2 separate regions of the Xenopus tropicalis genome follow, and region 1 is linked to region 2. Evidence: chromatin contacts called from public Hi-C data. All regions are on one chromosome and are shown on one strand. Each heading gives the region's core, a stretch centred on a gene start, on an enhancer-like site or on the middle of the called end of the contact. The rest is flanking DNA. Distances are from core to core; before and after follow the strand shown. Region 1 has its middle 18 kb from the start of usp4. Region 2 has its middle 180 kb from the start of bsn.

What was found. Hi-C and Micro-C count contacts between places; a contact is called where the count stands out from the background.
Region 1: a Hi-C map of neurula embryo shows a contact between it and region 2, with 2.1 times the contacts expected there. The contact joins two enhancer-like sites. A contact is called at or near these places in 4 of 5 Hi-C or Micro-C datasets (brain, gastrula embryo, neurula embryo and 1 more).

Annotation. Positions count from the first base shown.
Region 1 is chr4:125,781,158-125,786,878 of UCB_Xtro_10.0, reverse strand. No RefSeq gene overlaps it. Among named protein-coding and RNA genes, the nearest start is that of usp4, 18 kb to the left of the region's middle. Within about 2 kb of position 2,593, at least 4 of the 11 cell types and tissues checked have an H3K27ac peak or open chromatin away from gene starts, as enhancers often do. A contact at or near this core is called in neurula embryo, where this site is marked.
Region 2 is chr4:125,496,476-125,502,200 of UCB_Xtro_10.0, reverse strand. No RefSeq gene overlaps it. Among named protein-coding and RNA genes, the nearest start is that of bsn, 180 kb to the right of the region's middle. Within about 2 kb of position 2,245, at least 2 of the 11 cell types and tissues checked have an H3K27ac peak or open chromatin away from gene starts, as enhancers often do. A contact at or near this core is called in neurula embryo, where this site is marked.

The DNA of each region.
Region 1 (5,721 bases), core at 1,344-3,843, 280 kb before region 2:
TTATTTGTTTCTGTCCTCATCAAGGTCTGTTAATCAGCCGACTTCTGCTAAATTGTTTCAGGAGTCAGAACCTAGAAGAGCAGAAGATATAAACAGCTAGCCACACACCGCTTTCAATAGCAATTACATTTACAAATAATGGCAAATCAATGAAAATTATTGGACTGAGTTTCCCTTCAATTCCTCCCCCCCCCTTTTTTTTTTTTACAATAGCAGCTCCCAGCAGATAGAAGGGGGTGCTGGAGTCAGCTCATATTGTGGAAGGAAAATAAAGTACAAACAAAACAGGAAATAATTGCTCAGTAAAACAAACTGTGACTGTCACTTCAACTGTGAGTTGGAAAGATACTGCACTTGTGTTGTTGTGTTTATGTAATGATGCTCTCATGTTCATGGATCCATTTCATCCTCTGCTGCGTGCCGCTACTAGCCATGCATGGAATTCACCTGTGTTTAGAATTCCTGAGGCATCTGCTACATGGGAGAATGGATTCTCAAAGAGATTTGAGCAACAATTGCACCCATCAAAGGGACCTGGGACCTCCGTAGGATAGAAGCAGGAACAGTGCTATATGGAGTAAGCACTACAGGATATTGTGTAACAAACAGGAGCTAGATGAAGGGAATAAGCATCGGGTATCAGTACCTGCTGATCCCCACCAGCCTAGTCCCCACCTAGAGGTGGCAGCTCTACCTCTGAGTAATGAAAACATTAGAAGGTTTAGATAGCTTGCTGCCTTATGTCCTGGTTCCTGAGTGAATTGAACTCTTCAGGGGGATATTCAATTCTGTATCATCTTTGGATGGATCACTGAAAAATATTGAAGGCTATTAATGCAATGCCTCCTTTGTTAGGGTTTCCTACTGTCGGGCCAGGACTGGCAATCTGTGAATTTTGGCTAATGCCAGAGGGGCTTCTGTAAGATGCCATAGACAGTGACTATTTAGTGGGCTTGTCGGGGGCTGTTTAGGCCTCTGTGTACTTGAAATGCCAGGGCCTGTTTTGAATCCCAGTCTGGGGCTACCTACTCTCCCTGTTATTACTTGGACCACTGGGCAACATTTTTGTGTGGCCAGGATGCTGCATTTCCTGAACATTATTGTGGTGAAGATGCCTAAACCTGATTTTCACCTAAGTTCCTGGAAGGGAGCAGGCCTGGGTCGGTCCCACTGCTCCAGTCTGACCCTGCAGCTGTGTGGGGATGCCCAATACATCAAAATGAATAGAGCTGCACATGAAAGACTATTATTTATTTAACAATTTTCTCCTGGGACTCAAAGCGCTTTACAGCAAGCATAGGCACACTAAGTATGCTGGGACACCAGGAGATTAAGTGGCTTGTCCAGGGTCACAAGGAGTTGCCACAGGGACTCAAACCAGGGGTCCTAGCATGGGATTCTACATGAAAGGCTAATCACTTAGGCCAACTCCCCCATCACAAATTGGGTGCAAGTTGCAGGTTATATTTTTAGAATGGGGACTGCCAAGTGGCACCATGTACCCAGTTGCCAAAGGTGCTTTTACCTACATCAGGGCTGCCCAACTGGAGGCCTCTAGGCCACCTACACTGCCCAAAGGCTTCAGAATCCACTGTATGACATTCTCATTTTAATGGAATCTGACCCTCAAACACGCTGTACATAAAACTATCAGCCCACAACATGTAATAAGCTGGACAGCACTGACCTACAGTAATAATGATTCCAAACCCTGGGACTGCTACACCTGCAATTACACACGCCCCAGGCCAATGAGCCCTGATGTGGGTTTAGTTTGCCTTTATCTCTATCATTTATCCTTCCAGGAGGCAGTTCCAGCCACATTTGGCACTGATATCAAAAGATCTTTATGTATTTATTTTCTTGTCACATATAAAGTAACCACAGCAGCTGAGAAAGCATAACGTGACGTGTGCAGGAATCCAGATTGGCCAAACAGCGGTGGGTTCCAAATCTGACTTAAATACACGGCAACAGTATCAGCAAACATTGCTTTTTTCCCACACAGCCGCTTCCCAGTTTCTATACAGACGGCTTTTCTGGCTTCATGTTGTGATGCAAATGTCACAGGTATACGCAATGAGATGACACCCACTGACACACACGCACAGGCAAACACACTATCACAGGGATCTTGTGTGCGGAGGCTTTGTAGCCACGGTTTACACAACGTTATCAGAAGTCACCAACAAAGAAACACATTAAGGTTATTATTGTTACATTCCCTCTCTCTACCAATATCCCCAAAGGGCAATGTCAGATTTCTCCAGCTGTAACACAGGCTCTTCAAACATGCAATTCTTTGACTCCAGATGATGTAAATAGTGTTGCCCCCGACACCCCCATACAGGCATTGCTCCATTGCTGTGTTGCCTACAATAGTGGTTTGAAACCCAAATCACACGGGTTTTCTCTCTCTAGGGCTGATAATGTGCTGCGTTAAGGGCAGGTCGTTGTCTCCTCATTGCATTTTGCAAAGACATTCAAGTGGAAGGATTCAAAGCTTTTAGCCAAAATGCAGTTTTCGTGTCACCATTGTCTGTGCCAGTAAGCATCAATAGGTTAATCCTTCCTGCCCATTCAGCCTGATGTGGGACACATCTGCCCCCGCTGCCTGCTTATTATACTGTGCACTTTATGTGACCTGCCGGAGCCTGCACTGATGCCTCTGGGACAAAAAAACTGCAAATAGCTGACCATTAAAGGAGACATATCCTATAAAAATTAAGAATGTACCAGGGAATTATACTCCTCTAGATATAGAAGGATTGTGCTAAAAAAGTTGTGTTTCCTGCCGATTTATTGAGAAATTCCACAAAAACCCCACTAGCCCCGCCCATCCGTTCCACTTCCTGCTGGCTGAATTCTCTGGATGAGCTGGGGAGCCGTCGGCCCTCCGTACACTGCACTGTAGGATAGGAACCAATCAGCAGCTAGACTGACCTGATAGGGAACTGAAGCCTGTCTGTGCTTGTGTGACTGCAGGGCTGTGATTGGCTCTCCCCCTCCTACTGTGCTTCTTGCAGGGACCGTTAGGACATGCCCACTCTCCATTTCAAACTCGGACAGAGAAGTGATAGGATCTATAGGGAGCTCCAATAAAGGGGCCATTTTTACAGATAGGATTAATGTTTAGCCCAAAGGGAAACCAGCACCGTATATTATTCATAATTGCCTACAAAATTAGGGTTTTTCCCATTTATCCTATATGTCTCCTTTAACACTACCTGCTGATTGGTTGCTATGGGTTACTAGACCAGCAGGTAAAAAAAAGTACACCTTTTATTTATTACCTGTTATTTATATAGTGCCATCTCATTTCTGCAGTGCTACCACATTCACGCACTATGGTCAGTATAGTCAGAAGCCAATTAACGTTCCTGTGTGTTTTTGGAGTGTGGGAGGAAACCCATGTGGATACAGGGAGAACATACAAATTACTTGCATATAGTGCCCTGGCTGGCATTGAACTCAAAACTACAAGGCAGAAAAAAAAACTACTCTTCAAAATATGAATGTACATTAAAAGGTCCCTATAGGTTATGTTGGTCATTTTCACTGATCCCCTTTTCACTGGTCTCCCTTTGTAAGTAATTGTCCTAAACCTGATTGTTTTGCCAACCTGACTGTCCCTTCTCAGCCTGTCAGTTATAGCTTCTAATGCTAACGGCCTCCTGCTGCTAATTATAAATAGCATTAAATAGCATGCAAAGTCAATGTTATGTAAAAAAAAGGTTTCATTTCTGGTGTCAGTATCTCTTTAAAGGAGCAGTTCAGTGTAAAAATGAAAAATGGGCAAAATAGATAGACTGCGCAAAATAAAAAATGTTTTTAATATAGTTAGGCAAAAATGTAATCTATAAAGGCTGGAGTGGGCAGATGTCTAACATAATAGCCAGAACTCTACTTCCTCTTTTACACCTCTTTAAGCAGTTGGCAGTCAGTAGCCAATCAGTGACTTGAGGGGGGGGCATATGGGAGAAAATTGTTCAGTTAGTTTGCATTTGAATCTGACCTGCGTGCCCACAAACTAACTGAACAGTTATGTCCCATGTGGCCCCCCCTAAAGTTGCTAACTAACTAAGAGGTTAGAGAGCTGAAAGCAGGAAGTAGAGTTCTGGCTATTATGTTAGCCATGCTTTATAGATTACATTTTTGCCTAACTAACTATATTACAATTTTTTTTTATTTTACACAGTCTATTTTGCCCAGTTTCATCCCTAGCGAGTAATTGCATGCACAGTAGTGTAAAATCTGAAATTGTAATGTTCCCATGCAAGTGCAAACATGAGCTGAGGATACTTAGGAATAAGGTAACAGGGCTTAGTTACTATTTCCCCTGAGTCATTGCGGTTTTTCCTAAAAGGAGCAATTGGATTCACTTGGGTTACAAATATTTTGATACCCCCCTAGTAAATCAGGGTGCCTGCGTTCATGTATTACTCTTTGCATTTGGCTTTGATTCACATATTTCTATACCAAAAACTTGATCACAGGAAGAGATTAAAGATCGCAAAACACAAAAACAAAAAAAGAATAAATCTGCCCTTTACTTTGTGCGTAACAATCTCCTATAGAGACTAGCCACTATGAGTTTCCTTGCTGGGATGGGGCCATATCTCTACTCTACTGCATTTTATAAAATGTCTCCCAATAGCAGGGCAAGTCAGTGTGGTTCAGCAGCAGCACCCTGCAATACACCTGTGGGTTCAAGCCCTTAGGTTTTCTTTCCCTTTAGAATGCGTTGGATCACCCCAAGATTGTAAGATTTCTTCAAGCAACAAAAGTTCAAATTAACTGCTACTTTGTTCTTTAAAACAAGTAATTATGTCTTTCATTTCCGCTGGGACAGTTGGAAGAGCCACAGAAGGAAACCACTTTCAAAGAAAGAATAATCTTTAGGATCTCTTGTTTTAGGTTTTCCTTTTAATTAAGATTTTTTTTTTTAATATCCTGCTCAGTTTTACATTTAAATGATTAATTGTATAGTTAATACTGGGAGTTATGGACTCAATAAGAGCTCTATTTTTTATTTTCTATTTAGACACCTGAGGGCCCATGCCACTGGCAACAGCTTGGTGGGGAGGCAGCATTTAGATGCCTTTATAGTATGTATCTACTGGATACTTGCTGCAAAATCTGGTGGCGGAGCTGAGTAAAGGCTGTAGGATCGGCTTGGACTGTGGATTGTAGCAAATGCCAGAGGGGCTGCTGTAAGATCCCATAGACAGTCACTATTTAGTGGTCTGGCAGGGGGCTGGTTGGGCCTCTATGTACTTGAAATGCCAGGGCCTATTTTGAGTCCAAGTCCAGACCAGGTGTAGCCCTCTCCAGTCTCCACATGCAGAATAGTCTGTTTGCACACACCAACTGGATCAGAGAGAGAGCAGGCAACGGGGTGAAATGCCTAGGGCAGCGCCAGATGGAAATATAGCATTTCATGAGTGAGTAAATCATGGGTACTCTTGTACATTGTCCTTTGGAAGCCACATTTTCCACTGAATATGGAGGGTTCATGGCAGTTTCTTTTTAATGACTACATGAAAATAAATAAAGAAATATGACTTCCTGAGCAAAATAAATGATTGCAACTGGTTTTACTGAGCATTTCTGATTTCCTTTGACCATTTGTATTCATAAATCTCTTGCCCCAAGGTAAAATGTTTTTTTTTCTTTATTTTGTAAATACCAATTTTAGCCTATTTTTTGTATCAGCACAGT
Region 2 (5,725 bases), core at 996-3,495:
TGTGAGTATATACCCTGCTGCACTATTAAGTTGTGCCTTGTCCAATAAACTTGTACTATAGTTCATCAGCAAGAACCTTTCTGGCATCCATTATTCTATCTGCAACACACAAGCTAGTTGTAGTTCAACTACACCCTCAGCTCCATTAATACCTCCCATATAGCGGAGGCCCACTCCTGTGCATTAAGGTCGCATGTAACACATGCTCACTAGCCTGGGTTTGGCCATATTATAGCCAAATAGGTTACAACAGTATTCTGCATGCAGGGGGCTGTGGGTCCTTACTGCATCTCCTTTAGTTGGAGGTCAGCAAATATGAACAAACAAGTTGTGCTCATTGCTAAATTTTAATTAGGCAGGAGTGCAATGAGGCTGTGACCACAGAATTCATACAGACAGCAACAAGAGCCCCTCTGCACTCACCCATTATCAATATATATAGGACATTAAGACATTCTGTGCATTAAGCTACTAAGAAATGCTCTCCCCTTTAAACAAAACAGGGATTGTTTGTCCATATATTGCAATATACTTATATATATATATATATATATATATATATATATATATATATATATATATCTTGATAATGGGTCAGTGCAGAGAATTTCTTGTTGCTATCTGTCTGCAAATACGAAGTAAAGCTGAATTTGGTCAGGTCACTAAGCGAGTGGATCTTTCCACAATATTCCCACCTTGAGGTGGGTGTTACTGGGCTGTAGTTTGGCTGTAGGACTAATGGGAATACAAGTCATTATTGCCCAATAGGTTTTTTAAACCTGTATTACTATTACTTATTACTATTATTATCTACTCGATTTTCTGCCAAATATCGGTCAGGTAGGTCCATCAAAGTGGCCTATACACAAGCAGATAAGCTGCCACCTTGACTCTGAACCTGGGCATTAACCTATCAAAACCAATCAGTGGTTAGATTTTTCCAGCAGCTGCAGGTTAAACACTGAAAGCTATCATCTGCCTGGTTGCCATGGGTAACTGTCCAGGTGCAAATTTGCCCAGTCTTTTTAAATGATCCCCTCAGGGCAGCTAAAATCTGCCTGTGTATGGCCACTTAATACCACTGGCACTGCTAGGTTAATAAAGTTAGTGTCCTGACCCTAGTGTGTATATGACTGGATATGCATAAAGCAATCCTTAACTAACAGTTAAGGTGTAGAGCTATATATAAATGATAATAATCAGCTCCAGATTTATAATCCGGGTACCCCGAGGCCGCCCCCCCGTCCATTGCCCCCCAGCGCGTGCGTGTGTGGGTCTTTACACTCGCATACGGAGCAGTGGGGTAGAGGTCCCCATTGCTCCGTATGGGAGAAAAATTTTAACATTTTGGTGCGGCTGGGCGACATGCCGCCCACAAATTTGTGCCGCCCTAGGCCCAGGCCTTTGTGGCCTTTCCACAAATCCGGGCCTGATAATAATAACTGGGATAATTTACTAGCATAGGTACCCAGTTGCATCAGCACAGTTTCTTATAGCAACCAACCAACAACTGAAAATGGTATCAAAAATCTTATTGGCTGCACCCATGTTAGTAAATCAGCTCCAAATATTGTTCCCTTAGTACCATAGTAATTATCAGTTCTCATAATGCATCCTACCAAGTATTGCTAAGTTAGCGCTCTTTGCCTGTACTGCCTGGCATTTTATGGCATATAAATACCTGTGCCCAGTTTTATTTTCAGGTGTTATTTTCTCTTCAGTGTGTTTGGCCTGGCTACTAAAGTGGGTTTCTGGAAGCCACCATGGGCGCTCCCTCTGCTGCTTATACACAAAGAAAAACAATCGCCAAGTCATTCCTATTTAATAGCCACCTCTGTGTTAATTCCCAGTGAACAAAAGACAGTAGCAGAGTAGAACGAGAACGTTGTGTTTATGTAGAGAACTCACATGCTCAGATAACAAATTGTTCGCAATTCCTTTCCATTTCATTTCTCACTCAACACAAGAAGGTTGGAGACATTGATCTGTCATTTCCACTTATATCCCTTGCTAGATGCACAGTGTCGGGGGAGCTTTGAATCTTGTGTCATTACTTTCCCTTCCCCCTTACATGCCAACAGTCTGTTGCCCCCACATGTGCCAGGCTTTTCAATATATTCTATAATTCTATTGTAAGGATAGGGTTGACGTGGGGAAATCTCTCCCCCACCCGATGGCATGTGTCCCACCTCCTGTGCCCTGGATTAAGTCTTTTGCTTTGTTGGGGCCTGACCTCCTCCATGACTGGAATGCAAATGGAATTTTCTGACTTGTTCAGACGCCTCCATGTGTGCAGAGAAAGAAGAGAGCCTAGAATAATATGAGCCAATGGAAGGCTTACCCTTTAATGGACTTCTTATCCAGCAGTCACAGTGCATCAAGGAAACCTAGTGATACTCTGCTTAAAGCCTGAGCGAGTAATCCTTCTAAACAAGAGGCAAACCACTGAAGTGGACCCAACTGTAAAAGATTCAGGCTGAAAGAGCAAGAGGCATTGGTGCTACCCTCTTTGATGTTCTGTAACTACGTAGACAGACACCATTGTCAATTGGCGGCAAAGATCGTTTGCTTATGAGGCTATCATTAGCCCCTGCACTTTGTTAAAGGAGAAAAGAATACTGAACAATAGCACAAATACCCAAAGTTACTACTTAAACTCTTTAAATGCCCATGTATCTGTTAAAAGTTTGCTTCCATGTTTGATGAACTTATGGGGCAGCTTCATCTCAGTAATTGAGCCAGCGGCTACTTATTGTAGTGCAATAAACCCCAGCACTGATGATTAATTCATTCACACCCTTTTTTGACAAGGGAAAGGGTCTGCCAGTTGGGTAGCCAGCAGTAAGAAAGGCTCAGTAGGGGCCCAAATGATCTGGGCTTATATATATGTGGCTTTTGGGATTTGGGAATCAGAGTGGGCAAAGTGACTTTAATACTTTGGTCTTTGGCAGCAAAAAAAAATAAAAATATAAAAAATAAACATTGCTCTTTCACAACATGCCAGTTCATGGGCATTTATTGAATGCAGGAAAGCTACAGATTGTGAGGGAGAGCTTTTGATAAGAGGATAAGACAGCAGATAAGTACTTCTTGCCCTCTCTGCCCTTTTCTCTGTCTCTGTCCCTCTAACAGGTCCTCAGATCACTTTATATTCAAGACATCCTTATTCATCTCTATCCAAATGCTTGGTCCTCTCTCCTCGTACATTTGCCGGTGCCGACTCCGCAGGGAAGCTGGTCCCCCTCTGTCTCCCGCCTGCCCTCCAGTGTTAGAAGCCGACCTCTTGTCTTGTCGCTTTTTCCCTCTGTTACTTTATATTCCTTAATTTGCCTGTGTTCCATCATTAATGATTTTAATGAATTCACAAGTGGAATAAAAAAGAATAAAGGCCACGGCTCCACTTGACATGCCCAAGACAATTTTCTTTTGCTTTGGTTTGCATTTACATTACATATTTGATCGGAATTTCCTTGTTACTACACATGTTCTAGAGGAGGAGGAGGAGGTGCGGAACAGCGGTGCTGTCACTTGCTGCCAAAGGTGTAACTACAATGCAGCAGATCCTGCCACTGAGGTAGGCTCTGGGGGGTATGGAAAGCCCTGTAACAACCCATGATTCCTGCTTCATTCCTCTTGACTGCGCCCATGACTCTTGTGTATGGTTATGGGGGGATTCCAGGTTGTTGTTCTAAAGGAAGGGGCACCATATTTTGTTTTGCTCGGGGCTGGGGCAAATGACCTTATTGCACTGCTTTCACTGCTCTCTACCTTACAGTGCTCTTCAGCCTAGGGATTGTGATCTAGAGCACACATTTACTGTTCTAGCAATAGCCATGTTAAACTGCTCACATCTTCATCATTAATAAAAATGTTTTCAGAAACTTTAAAGGGCAAATAAAGTATGGAAGGAAATGAAACAACTTTGATCTCTGACCATCATTCACACCTGCAAACTAGGGAGCAATGATGCAGAGCACAGCCAGACCTTAGATGCAGTTGCACCCCCTTAGTAGTCTATTTCTGGGGTCTCTCAAGACTAAAATGGTTATTTTTTATGGCCCTATATTCTAGGCTCAGAAAGCAGTCAAGGTGGCCCTATCATTAGCACCCATTGTGCCCTGTAGTGACCCCTATCTTCTAAATAATGCGTGGCTGGGTAGGGGGTTGGAGGCTGAATGCCTATATCTCTCACCCTGCCTGCCCATTATCAGTACAGCACTGCCGAATGCAAAAACCTGCAGCAACTGGACACTTTTCTGCACTTTGTAAATGAGCCCTAAGTTCTTCCACAGAAAACAGTCTATTTGTTAGACTTAGCATTCCTGTATCACCTTATTCACATCCCCTATTTTTATGCCAGCCCCTCAGTAATACAGGTATGGGATCCCTTATCCAGAAAGCCGTTATCCAGAAAGCTCCGAATTAGGAAAAGCCTATCTCCCACAGACTCCATTTTAATCAAATAATTCAGAGTTTTAAAACGGATTTCCTTTTTCTCTTAAGTAATAAAACAGTACCTTGTAATTGATCCCAATTAAGATATAAATAATTCTTATTGGATGCAAAACAATCCTATTGGGTTTAATTAATGGTTTATTGATTTTTTTATTAGACTTAAGGTATGGAGATCCAAATTACCGAAAGACTTCTTATCCGGAATACCCTTGGTCCCGAGCATTCCATATAACGGGTCCTATACCTGTACCCAAATCATTTAATGGGCATTTTTATGGAACAACACCAGTTATAGGATCCAGTTCAAAGAGAGCTAGAAAAAGCCACAGAGTGGGGAGACTGGATCTGAACCAAGAGGTGGGTCTTCAGCTCAGCACAAAATCTACTGCAGGGAATCTGGAGATTCTGTGTAGCCTCATGGGACAAGGGCTAACAATGGTGCTTTGATGGACAATGCCAAAGACCCACCGGGCAGCTGGTGATTTTCCGGAACAGCAGTGGTTAAAGCGAGGGAAGGAAGAAGTGAGTGAGCCTGAGTTTTTCCAAGCCTTTAAGAGCAAAGGCCCTGTAACAGTGCTGCACTATGAATGCCTAAGCAGAGGAGGGATGCAGAGCTTTCGAGATAAGAGGAATGAAGCAGGGAGTGAGGGACGCTCTGCTGTTTATCTTATATTAACCGCAGTACCTTTGGGAATGGTTGTACAAGGCAAACTGCAAACTGATGGACACAGGGAAGGATTTTATCTCTCCGCTCTCCCTACCACTCGCACATGAGACTTTCAATATATATTAGAAAACAGAGCGCTCTATTCTGGCTGCTATTGCTCTGCCGTGGAAAGCTAACATTTTATCTGCCTATCCAACTCCTCCTGTACTGCAATATTTCATAAAGGGAACAATGCTTTATTTATAGCAACGGCACAGTTTAGTCAAACACAGGTACAATGCACCCCTGCTCCAGGCACCTTGCAAGGAAATCCTTTGCTTTAATGGCACTGGGGGCACAGCTCTGCATGTTTGTGGGGGAATGGGTGGGATGGGTGCTATGACTCTTGGGAACTCATTTTATTAACTCATTTTATTGTCTGCCCTTAAATTATGTTGCACAACTTTACATGCGGTGCTGCTAAAAAAATTAATTATGACATCTAGGGATGCAACAATCCAGGATAAGGTTGGGTACTCAGCCAAGATTCGGTCTTTTTAGGCAGAATTCGGATTTGTCCGAATCCATGGTCCTGGCTGAACCAAATCCGAATCCTAAAAATCA